Regions from separate parts of the Mus musculus genome. Here region 2 is linked to region 1. The links are chromatin contacts, called in public Hi-C maps. All regions are on one chromosome and are shown on one strand. The core of a region is the stretch at or near the end of the contact, and the rest is flanking DNA. Distances in the headings are between cores, read along the strand shown.

Region 1 (6,683 bases), core at 395-2,894:
GGATCTGAACCTGCTGGTCTCTGGCCCTATTCAAACCACACATCTCCTGTGCACCCTGGTCTCAAAGGCTATGGCCTGCCCTTGCCTTACTGAAGATTGGATCTGGGCCCAGCAGGGCTCACCTCAGTTCCAAGGTTAGAGGAGGCACATCAGGGCCCTCCTATCAGAGAAAGAGACAGGCAAGAAGAGGAATATTGTCACCCTCTCCTCTGGAGCTAGAGGAGGCATCTTTGTCCAGAACCACACACACACTCATACACAAAACACACATACATGTTCATACACAACATACACATTCATACACAACACACATACACACAGCATGCATAACTCAGCCAGTAAGCCAAGGGAGGAATGAAAAGTAGACCCTGGCTCAGTGAGTGAGGTGGGCTGTTGTGGGACCACAGCCTCCGTGATTCAGCACTCTGACCACTCCCAGCCATGTCGTGGGTCACACTCAGGACCATTCCTGATGCCAGAATGCTGGCTTGGAAGCTGAGGAAAAGTCTTTGCTAAGACCCCAACTCTTAGGCCCTCCAGCAAGGTTTCTCTGCCAGGCTTTTGCAGCCCAGGACTCAGGACAAGTCTCAGGAGCTTGAGGGCCATTCCCTTAGACCTGCCTCTTCTCCCAGCCTCAAGCCCTTTCTGATCCCATCTAGGAAGCAAACCTGAATAGTTCCAGGAGAGGAGAGGACCACACAGAGGCCTACAAACCCAAGTATCTCTCTTCCAAAGCTATGAACAGGCTCAAACATGCAGCAAAGGGCTTTAGAGAGGTTGAATTCACAGCAGTGAACACCTGGCCCACTGAGCCCTAGGCCTCTGTGGCAGAGTAGGACGATACAAGGGTGGGTAGACTGAGTCCAAGCCCAGTCAGCACCGGACCTACATCACCACGAAGGGCAGGCAGAGAAGGTGATGGGTAGTAGGCCGGCTAGGAACCAAGGAGAGTAGGGGAGATGTTCCAGAGGGAGTGTGCAGGATGAGGAAACAAGGAAGCCACTGTGAAGGGGTTGGGACTGGGTGTGAAGATGGGGACCGGGGAGGATAAACTGGAAGGGAGCAACCGAAGGCCAGCACTACACAGGGCCGCGGGAGGGAGGGCAAGCAGAGGGGCCACGGGTGAGGCAGGAAAACATAAGTGGAATGGGGAACTGAAAAGTGAGGTGTACAGAGAGAAAACACAGGGGCTGGCTGGTCTCCAATGGTGAGGCTGAGACAGCGAGGAAAGAGAGAGAGAGCGAGGGAGAGGGATGGAATATGGGATGTTGCCAGCCGAGTCCGAAAGGGTATTAGGGTGGAGAGGGCTGAAAGCTGGAGGGAGACACTGCCAGAATCTGGTGGGTTCCGGGCAGGTGGCAGTGTAGAGAAAAAAAAGCACAGGGATGTGGATGGAGGGGGATGGGACAGGTCGGGGGATGCAGATGGACTGAGGAGAGCGGAATCAAAGGGGGTGCCGCTGGTTGGGCTTCCGAGACCGGGTTCTGTTACCCTACCGGGTACCCGCGCTCACCTTACCTCGAGGAGCTCGGGCTCCAGCCCCGGGCGCAGTCCCAGATGTCCGCTCCCGGCGCCGCCACTTCCCTCGCGTCCCCTGCAGCACCTCTCGCTGCCAGCCGCCGCATTAGGGCAGAGACTAGCCCGTGCGCGCCCCCGGGCGGCCAGCGCGTCCCCGGCGGCCTGCGTGCGCGCCCCCGAACCCCTCCCTGCGTACGAGAAGCTGGGACCAGGACCCAGCAGCTCCGACGGATGCTCAGGTGCCACAGTCCGCCCCACGCGCTAAGGATCAAGTTGCAGAACCAGAGTCTGGGAACCCTGTTTTCTCCCTTGATCTTGGATACTCCTTCAGAAGAGTGGCACTCCGTGTTGTCGTAGGACCTGGAGCCAGAACTGTTGCGGTCTGTCCTGCAAATAACCCCTTTATGAGTTCTTAGGGGCAGGAATTTGTCCACAGCTTTGGAGAGCATAGCTCCCTCCAAAAACTTCCACTGAGTTGTTCATCCGAAGCTGACAAGGGGCAAAAAACAAACAAACAAACAAACAAAAGAAAAAGCATGAGGACATTACAGGTGGGTCTTGTTTTAAAACTGTAAGAATTGTTCTGCCCGGGGGAGACTCGGGGCACTGTCCCAGACTTGAGTTAGAGTGGAAAAACCTTGAACTTGGAGACCACATATCCAAATGTTAGCCCTGCCTCGGTGACTGAGCAGGTCTGAGCATGCAAAGTGGGCTGCGTCTTAGCTGAGATCCCGCCCCCTTGGTAGACCTCAGCTAATGTGCACAGGTGGAGACCTGTACCCCCTCCCACCTTGAATGAGCCCTTAGAAGCTTCTAATTCAGCTCCCTGCCTAAAACTACAGCCCCGTAGGCACCACCACTCTGAGACTCACTCTGAGACTCCTTCTGTGATCACACCCAGGTATCACCTCTACTTAGACCTGAACCCACCTGCCAGTCTCAGCATCCCCCCCAACCCACCTCTGCCTGTGGGCTCAGGAAAAGAGACGCTGCAGATCACCCCCCTGCCCCACACATAGCCTGTGCTCAGTAAAGGCTCATCCACTCACTGACAAAATGGCCTCTCTTCAGCTAGGGGCTTCCAACCCAACAGCTGCAGATGGGAGGCAAAGAGGAGGCAGGGAGGGAGGCCAGTTTTGAAAGCCTTGAAGCAAGATTGTCAGAATCCTGGGCGATTTTTTTCAAGGTTACTACATATACAAAGCAGCAAGTCACTTAAAACCAATACTTCAGCATCACCCTGGTATTAGTCCTGAGAATGAGACTTCACCCTACCAGAACCAGATGACACTAAGGAGCCAGTCAACCCAACCAGAGGGATAGGGTCCCTGGACCCTGGTAGGTCCCAAACACCTGACAGACTCTTAGAAGACTTGGGGAAGGCACTTGAAAGCACTCAGGTCTGTGTGGAGGGCAGAGTTCCCTCACCCCCCTTTACTAAAAGCATCCAGTGGTGGCCTGGTCCCTGGAATAAAGAATTCTCCTATCCTAAGAGGCCAGCTCCCTGCATCCTGTTGTGTGGATCCCTAGAGCAGCAAGAGGCAGCTATTTTCTGGTGATGCGTGGTGACTATTGTGTCCACTCTAGAGGCACCTGCTGAGCTCCACATGTCATCCTCACTGTATCAGACCTGAAAAAGTAAACAATTGCTTACACTTTTATTGTTTTTGTAAAGATTCATTGATTTTATTTTATGTGTACGGGTATTTTAACTGCCTGTGCTGTGCACCAGGTGAATGCAGTACCCAAGGAAACCAAAACAGTGTCTCTCTCTTGCTAAACAAGCAATCCTCTTCCACAGTCTTCCAAGGAGGAATAGGGACACAGGTGGATTTGTCCGTAATTGATGGAGAATTAACTTGGGAGAGCGATTTGGCAGGATCACTGAGACTCTAAATGTCCCTGCCACCGGTTCCATTCTTAAGAATGTGATTGAAGAGATGGCTCAGAAGTTAAAAGTACTTCCTGCTCTTGCAGAGGACCAGAGTTCAGCTCCCAGCACCTCTGTCGGGAGTCTCACAATCAACCCCAAGGCATCTGACACCTCTGGCATCTGTGGGTACTTGTGAGTGCGCGCACACACACACACACACACACACACAAACACACACACACACACATTGCACTCACATACACACAAACACACACAAAAATACACATATACACACAAATGTACACACAACACACTCAAACACACACATATATACTCATACACACACAAACACACACGTGCACACAGTCATACCACACAGAAACACACACACACACAAACATGTACACATACACACACATATACATACTCACATACACATACTCATACCACACACACACTCACATCACATACACACACACACATACATACACTCACACACATACATACACATAATTTAAAACAATATAAATAAATGTTTAGAAAGAGAATCCGGCCTACAGAAACATGGGCACGAGCTATGGAGGGTTTGTAGATGCTGACACACTGAGCATAGCCACACTCAGTGTGTCAGCATCTACAAGTGGTGTTTAACACTGATAACACATGCAGAGGGAGGGGATCCCACAACACTGATCTTGTCAAAAGAACACCCAGTTATAGCATGCAGTGTGTTTTCTCTTGCTAATGGAAAATAAAAGCAAACTGGGACAAGGACAGGGACAAGAGGAGGTGACAATGGCCTGGTCCAGATTAGGAGACTAGGTCAGGGTTATAAGGGACCTGAAGGGACCCAACCTTTGCTGAAGCCTTTCATATATCAAGTCTTTTATCACTTACTGTGCGATGAATTGTTTTACCCACTCAGTAATGAGGGAAGACGCCTAAATGGCTCTAGGGATTTGCAGCAGGGGAAGTTGAGGCAGGGGGTTGACCTGAAGGCCCTTGCCTTGTTCGCTCTTGGTTTCTGAATACTGCCCTTTGGGCCACCAGAGTGCCCTGCCTGCCTTACAGGCACTGGCATCTCCCGGGTTCCTTGGGCTGTACCTCCTGTGTGTGCTAGCAACTGAAACCCGGTAGGCAGGAGTCCAGCTCTGCCTTCAGAGGGCCAGCAGCATCACCACACTCCCTGCCTCCACAACAAAACAAAGTGAGAGTCTCACAAGCACTCTGATGTCACAGCTGCTGAGACACCCCTCCCCTGCACCCCACACAGTGTCCTGGGACAAGTCAGAGCTGTCCCAACCTCCACTGAGATAGGATGGCTGAATGTTGCTGTTGGGGCTCTCTGGATGCGGCAGCGTGTGTCTCTCCTCTGTGTCCTTTCACTGGGATAGACCACAGCCACCCACCCACTGGGCACTGTAAGTCCTGCACAAACTGCCAACCTGAGTGTGGTCTATGGACCGCTCCCTTACATATTTATTACTACTAAGACTGTACTAAAGAAGCAAGAGGGGAGTCAAGGTCTCCAAGGCCCATAGAGAACCTCATTCCCACATCTGGCCCTGCCATGGGTGACTACAGCAGACTAGATGGCATCACAAGGAAGAACAGGGACAGAGTGACAGGCACACAGAGCTGTCACAGCAGCTGCTGAAGGTGTAGAAAGCCAGTCAAATAGTGGCGTGTTCAGAGGGAGCACAGAAGTGCAGGTCTGAGAAGGGCCCAGGAAAGCAGGGGTGGGGAATGGGGTGGGAGGGTATCACAAGGCAATGGTGGAACTCCTCCCCCTCCCCTGGCTTGGAATCTCCAAGCCTCTGCTCTCTCTCCCTCAGAATCCTCCTACCTTGAGGCAGGAGGAAAAGTCACAACTCAGCTTGTATGTGGAACACAGGGAAGATGGGTGAAAAGCCACAACTGGGCTCTGAGATTTCTCCCAGTTAGCCAGGCAACCACAGACCTATCCCCAGCCTCCCTCACACCTGAGGCAGCAGCATGGCAGCAGGGCCTAACAGGCCCTGGGCACCTCTCCCGCTGAGACATTGCAGAGGTGCTTTGAGTCCACTGCCCACATCCAAGGAGGTCAGAGGTCAGAGGCATGTTTCTGCCTGCTTTCCTATTTTCTGTTTGGGCAATCAAAACCAAAACCAAAGCAGAACAAGAGATGCTTTGGGATACCCAGCCCCACCACTGCTAAGGGCAAGCATGTTGCAGAGCTCGTGAGTCACTTATCAAGCATACGTCTCAGCCTTCGAGAGGCAGAGTCCTCTCCGAGCATGTGGAGTAGGTGAAATATCATCATTCCTGCTGGGGCCTGGCAGGGAAGGGAGGTGGTGAAGTGGGAGGAAAGGGAAAGAAAGGGGAGGGGAACGGAGGGGAGGGAGGAAAGAGGAAGAGAAGGCAGTGAACAGGAGAGGGAGACTCAGGACAGCCTTCCCTGCCCTGACTCTGGCCTGTGCCCCTGTTCTTAGGGCAACACCTTGTGGGGAACGGCCCTGCACCTCTGAGAGGGCATAGCTGCACTGTGAGAGACTGCCCTCACAACTGTCCTGCATAGGGCATGGATGTGCGCACCTCAATCGACAGCAGCCTCCAGTGGAGCAGCCAGCCAGAGAAGCCTGGCCATGCCCTCTCTGAGTACAGAAAGCATGGCTTCCTGAAGGCTCTGGAGCACGGATATCTTGACAGGTTGTCTCACGTATCTGACTCTGGACAGAGGCTGAGCAAGGTCTCTCCTTAGCTGAGAATCCCAGCATCAACCCATATCCAAGGGGCTTTTCCTTTGCCAGGCTTGTGGCTCACCTGTAAACCTCGCACTGAGTCTAGGATGCTAAAGGAGGAAGATGGCGTGTTTGAGGTCAGCCTGGGTTCCAGAGCAGGGCTCTGGCTCAAAGGACAGAGAGAGGTTCTCCTGCTGAAGCTGCCTGGCATTCGGCCACGCTGGCAGACTTCACACTGCCAACCACAGAGATAGCTATTGCGTCAAAAAGCAAGTGGTTAGAGAACAGCAGAGCTTCTGGAATCTCTTGCCCACTTTATCTTTATGGCGCCGTCCTATTTTAAGACACAGCCCAAGCATCTCTTAGAGGAAAGTCTCTTACCCCGCCAGCCCCATCCTCTTCTGTGCTGCAGCGAAAGGGAATACAGCACCCTCTCCCTGGCATTTAGCGCTCGGTGTCTCCATTGTGAGTTTCCAGGAGAGGGGGACTGTGCCCCTGTCTGTATCCACAGGGCTGAGCTCAGCACACCAGCCAAAGTGGAGGCTCCATTTGCACTGCTGGGTCATGAATGG
Region 2 (6,200 bases), core at 2,293-4,792, 120 kb after region 1:
CAGAACTTCCTTTTCAGGTGGCTCCCTGGAGGATTCATTTACATATTAACCGATCTGTCTGGGATGGGGAAAGAGGTTCAGCAGTTCGGAGCCCAGGCTTCACTTCCAAAGGACCTGAGTTCCCTTCACCCACATGATGGCTCACAACTGTCTGTAACTCCAGTTCCAGGTCATCTGACTCCCTCTGCCTGCCTCTGTGGGTGCTGGATTCAACAGTGCACAACAATCCATCCAAGCAAACACTCATGCCCATAAAGTAAAAATAAAGGAAAGCAATTAAAAACAGAAGATCTGTGAAGACTGTGCCCTAAGCTGGTGAAGTATGCTGCACTAGCTGTCTTTCACTGTTTTCTATATCTCATCTATGCCTCTGACAGAAAGAACTGGCTATTGGCATAACTGTCCCCCATATTCTTAAGTTCATCCAAGAATTCAGTCAAAGGAAACATATGTATGTATGTGTACACAGTAACAAAGAATTGCAATCAACCTAGTTGTCCATCAACACATGAATGGCTAATGAAAATCATATGTGTGTGTGTGCGCACATGTGCATGTGCGTGTGCATGTGTAATGGAATTCTACTTAGCTCTAAAAGTTAATATTTTTGCAGGAAAACTGTTGGACTTAGAATATGTCATAGGGAACACAGAAGCCCTGAGTTGGTAAAGTCCCGGGTGATTGTGTATGATTGAATGGCTGTACCCATGCTAAGGACCCCAGAGCCTCAGACTCATGGATGAATCTTTCCCGCCAGGATGAGGCTCAGAGGGAAAGAGCTAAGCCCTCCTTTGGGATGGAGTGTGAGTGTTGACAGTCTGTGCAGAAAATGGCCACCATTCTGCCTTGTTACTGCCTGAAGACTGCTCTCCTGCTGAGGCTATTCCTACAGATAGCTAAACCTGTCTTCTGGACCCAGCTGTATGCCGTAAACCCCACCTCCTTGTTTATGTGTAGGGAATAACCCTGCCTCCTTGTTCAGCCCTGTGCCATGACCCTGCCTCTCTGTCCAACTCTATATAATAACTACTGTGAGCCTCCAGGGCACGGCAGTTTTTCCAGCAGAATCCAGGCCGACCACATTCTGTGTTTGTTTGTCTTTCCTTCATTCCCTTGCTGTCCCAGCCAGGTCTGAGTCCTGGGAGTTGTGCAAGGATGCTGCGATGTATATAGTATTAAGTGAGGTCACACGGTGTCGGGAAGAAACAAACCATGTATTCCTTACCATATGTGGCATCTAGCTGGTAATACATATGCAGGCAGGTGTGTGTGGGGGTAAGCGTGCCAGGGAGATGATAGAACAAGAAAGGCTAAGGACCGAACGCAGGTAATGGCACGAGAAATGAAAGAGGAGAGAAATCTAATTGTTTTTCTAGTTTTGATTCTGTCAGGAATTCTTGGGTTTGGTGGTGGATAAATACACAAAATATATTCAATTCGGAAAGTGTAAAGTTTAATGCCAAGCTCCACAGCTTCCATTCCAAATGCCTATTCTAAATGCATACAAGTTCCCTGAGTTGTATAAACTTGGAGTCTAGTTAATTTGAGTGTGTGATGCTTTCATTTGTTTGCAAGTGTTTTTTTAATAATAAAGATTATAAAAAATTAGGTGAGAAAATGCACCTGTACGACACATGTAGACTGTCTTATTGTTATTCCCTAAACAATACAACATAACAACTATTTGCATAGCATTTACATCACTCTAGATATTCTAAGCCATTCAGAGATGATTTAAAGTGTTCCAGGGAATGTGTGGTTATATGCAAATTACTATTTTCTATAAGAATCTCCAACATCTTCCAATTATCATATCTGCTGGGGCCCCTGAACTCATTCCCTGTACACATGGAAGGACCACTGGGCTTACAGTGCAGAATTCAGACCCCTGTGCACATGGAGGGACACTGTTCCTACCATGCAGAATTCAGACAAATGGCGAGTAGAGGGTAGAACTAAGGAAATAAGCACTGCCAGCCCAGAGCACAGCCCAGCATCCATCTTGCCCTGGGAGGAAGGCAGCTGAGGCTAGCTCTATTGAAGGCTGCTGCCAAGGAGAGGCCAGGAGAGAAGTGAGAGGACTGAGGTGCCTGAGCACTGCAGGGCACCTGCCTCCCTCTCTCCTACCTAGCACCCACCCTTGTTTCCAGAACTCCGTGAGCTTCTTCCTTAGCACGGAATGCTAGTCTGTCCTTTTCAGGAGATGGGCTTTTTGCCTCTTTCTGGATTCTTGTCTGAAGAGTCTCCAGACCTGTCCTTAGACAGCATTGCCCTTTCTCCTGTGCCTCCCTGTATACTCTTCCCTCCCTCATAGTACAGAGATGTTCCTTTTGCCCAAGTTTTCTAAGAGGAAAGGTTGCCTTGGCTGTCCTTCCAGACTCCCCACCTCACCCCCACACACACACTGGACAGATACTGCTTGGTGACACTTCGAATCAGGTGACATTGTTATAATGGAATCCAAATCAGTGCTGCCTCCAGTGGGAAGCTATAAATGCCTCATACTTTACACCTCATACAGACACCACTGAGACCTACACTTATGACAGCCTTTGAGGTGGAAGGTTTTTTTTGTTCTGGTAGGGGCGACATGTCTCTTGCTCCAAGAGAGTTCCTAGAACTCTGTGGACTTATGTCTCTTCACAGCAATGAAACCCAAACTAAAACACCAGCCATTTTTCAAACTCTTTTCTTGTAATGAGAAATGTGGCCCCAGGAAACCCACAGGCCAAATCACCCTACACAGAAGGAAAGCCCTGTACCTCTGCTCAGAGGCAGCAGGGTTGGCAATGTCTGGTTAGGATGCCCATCCCCACAGACAGATAGATCTTGTCTGGGAGTGACAGGATCAGCCATGGGACCAAGTCTGAAATAAGGAGATGGCAAGCTGAGCTGGACAGACAAAGCCACTGCTCCAGGCTGCTGAGGAGTTAGACACAGAAGCCCAGCTGGGCATGTAGACTCCAGGCATGTACACAGAGGCAAGGGCAGATCAGCACTCCGGACTACACATAAATGCTGAGGGGGGCCCTTGGTGTTTGAGGTCAGATGGAGCCAAATAGGGAAAGCTTATAGGAGATAAATCTTGACCAGGAATGGGAAGAAAGCAAGCAAGAGGTCTTTGGGAAGGAGGAACCTGAGTGGGTCCTTGATGCTGGATGTGCAGGAGGGAAATGAGTGAGGAGATGGACTGAGAAGGGAAACAAATCCCCAGAGGCTGGAGGCCTAGGGTCCTCCTGTCCCAACAAGTCTATTCAAGGGCCTCTGGAGGGCCATGAGACACTCCCCAGCCCTGGTGTGGGAAGCACTTGGGAACCAAGAGTCTTAGAGCAGAAACATGCAGAAAGAGAGAAATGGGGAGGGGGGGGGTCGGTCAAATTCCATGGTAATTAGAAATAATGATGGTGGGTTGGGAGAGGAATAAGAGAGAGAGAGAGACAGAGAGAGAGAGAGAGAGAGAGAGAGAGCTCTGTAGCCTGTGAAAGGAGCAGAGGCTGAGAGAACAGGAGCAGCTCTCACTATTGTCATGGCAACACAGACAAATCCAACTCGGCTGCAAACACCGCTCTGTGTGAGTCCTTTTCTGAGACAGAACCCAAGAAAGGCAGAAATAGGGGCATGGAGCCCAGGGTGTGGGGATCACGTCAAGTAGCCTGCATCTATCCTCCCCTGTGCAGCACTAGGGCCAGGGCAGAAAGCAGGGGCTCCTTTCAGAGGCCACCTCTCCCTTGATGCTGACCAAGAAGGTCCCATATACCCAGTGCCACCCTCTGCAGAAAGAGATGTGAAGTGTGCCCACGGTTTGTACATCCAGGTTGGGTGGGTCACAGGAAGCAGAGAGGTTCAAACAGTGGACACAAAAGGTGTCTCTGCCCTGCTCAACACATAATGCATGGGGCCCAGAGGTTTACTTTCAAATGGTAGGGCATATCTGGTCTGCTCTTCTGGGCTAGACGGATCCCAAGGACAAATCTTCCACCGGTTCCTGAGCACAAGAAAGCCAAGTGCTATCTCATCCCACTCATCTCCCCCTCCTGCTGTGTCCCCACCACCATCCTCTTCTGCTCTCTTAGCTTTTCTTCTTTAGTGCCCCCCTCCCCCCTGACCTGCCTTCTCTCTATTGAAATCAATACGAAAGCCAAAAAAGTAGGTGGGGAAACTGTCCTGGTGACACCGTGGAGGAACACTTGGCATCACTCCCTTTTCTCCTCTTGTATTTCCAGCAGAGGTCCCAAGGGGAATTCCTATCATTGAGCCCCACAGGGACCCTGGCTACTCTGACATTCAGAGTATAGCCAAATTCCAAATGAGCCACCCTCCAACTCTCAAGATGGAGAGTGAGAAGGCAGGCTCTGTCTGAGCGTCGCCTCATAGGGACCCATGCTGGGGCTGCAAAGGAGGACTTGGGTCAGCCTGAAAACGTCACTGCACAGACAGCCAGAAAGACGATTTTTAGATCAAAGTTTGATTCTGAAGAAGGGCTTCTGAATTCCATTTTTCTAAAATAGGAATCAATGAAGCCACTCAACGGTGCAGAGCTGCTCCCAGTGGCCTGGAAGCATCTTTTCTCAAGTGATGGGGCCTTGTGTCCAAGCTACAGAACCCTGGAGGCTGGGCAAAGATGTCCTGAGATGTCACCCTAGTATCCCTTGGAGTACCTGTGTTTGTGTAGTAAGATAAGTGAGTCAGACTGGGAGAGGCAGCAGCCCAGCAGGAACAATGTGACTCTGAGGAGCATGCCTGGGATTTGACCTCTGTCCTGCCTTCTCCGCACTCTAACCCTGTTCACCCCACGGCTGCCTGTGGTCGTCATACAGAGCCCATCCTCATCTCTGACCTCATTGGATTCTCACTATCAGTTCTTAGCCACCTCGCTCACTTCCTGAACCCAGAGATGCTGTGCGGCCTGTCTATAAAAATCATACTGCTCATTAGACTTAACAAAATGCTTGATTACAAGACGAAATGATAGGATAGGTCAATTCCTGCAAACCCACTTTCCGTTGGATCCCACATCAGTGGACCCAACTACTCAGAGATGAAAAAGGAAAAAAACATATTCAGGCAGCTGGAGAGATGGCTATAGGGTCTGATTCCCAGCCTCCACAAGGTGGCTTACAATCGTCTGTCATTCCAGTTCCAAGGGAGCTGATTGCCCTTTTCTGGCTTCTGTGGGCACTCGGCCCACAAATGTTGCACAGACACATAGACAAAAAAACAAACAAACAAAAAAAAAACCACATAAAATAAATACATAATCAATTTTTAAAACTCAGAGTCTGCACTAAACTTATATAGACTTCTCCTTTGTCATTATTTTCTTGATTATTCCCAACAACCCATTTCTATAGCATCCATTACATCAGATATTGTAATCTAGGGATGATCTAAAGCATTCAGGAGACAATATAGGTTCTATGCATCGCAAATAGTATGATATTTTATATAAGGGACTTAAGCACCCATGGATTGGTAGCTTTGGAAGGACTTAGAATCAATCCTGCCAGGGATAAACAGAGACAGCTAAACTTCCTGGGTTCTTCCAGTGATTAGAAATGTCAAATTTGCCATACACGCACACACACACACACACACACACACACACACACACACACACACACAACTTGCTGGTCTAACATGCAAGGGACCTGACACTTGTCTAGTGTAGCCTGGGTTGTCCCCCTCTGAGGTCTTCTGAATGTGATATGTGGGCACCTGGCATACAGGAGAAAAAAGAAAATGAGTAGAAAGCTAAACAGCCTTAAGCAGCATGGCTCCTGTCAGACTCGTGCCCTGCAACTCAGTTAGTGTACATATTTGCATGCATGCACAGGTACAGGTGTGTGTATGCACACACATGTAGGTAGATGCACTCTCTCTGATGTCCTGAGAGTCCTTCCCAAATTCTTAGATTCAGGACGGCAGGCAGATCTAGCTGCCAGAGCAGCCCCTGCCCCTGTTCTCTGGGCTCTCCCTGTGTGGGAAGGCTATGCACACACAATGACTTAACACAGTCAAAGAAAACATATAAACAAGTGTGGAGTAACAACTCAGCTGTGAGAGTCTTGCACAGCAAGCCAGGGGGCGGATGCAATGAGTGGGGGAAGCAGAAGAGGGGGTGCTGATTCAAAGAAGCCGGGTTCTGTGCCCAGATGAACTCTGATGGTCGGCTCTGGCGGGTACCTGTGCCCTCCACATTC

What was found. Hi-C and Micro-C count contacts between places; a contact is called where the count stands out from the background.
Region 2: a Hi-C map of neural progenitor cells shows a contact between it and region 1, with 3 times the contacts expected there. The contact joins the enhancer-like site here to the promoter of Nfasc in region 1. A contact is called at or near these places in 6 of 484 Hi-C or Micro-C datasets (the HL-1 cell line, embryonic stem cells, nephron progenitors and 2 more), 1 of 115 datasets of contacts at active chromatin or transcription factors (embryonic stem cells) and 2 of 9 other capture datasets (adipose tissue and liver).

The regions. Positions count from the first base shown.
Region 1 is chr1:132,740,153-132,746,835 of GRCm38.p6, forward strand. Nfasc (neurofascin) reads right to left here and starts at 1,645. Exons shown (of 30, transcript NM_182716.4): 1 at 1,519-1,645.
Region 2 is chr1:132,855,444-132,861,643 of GRCm38.p6, forward strand. No RefSeq gene overlaps it. Among named protein-coding and RNA genes, the nearest start is that of Lrrn2, 22 kb to the right of the region's middle. Within about 2 kb of position 3,543, at least 48 of the 459 cell types and tissues checked have an H3K27ac peak or open chromatin away from gene starts, as enhancers often do. A contact at or near this core is called in neural progenitor cells, where this site is marked.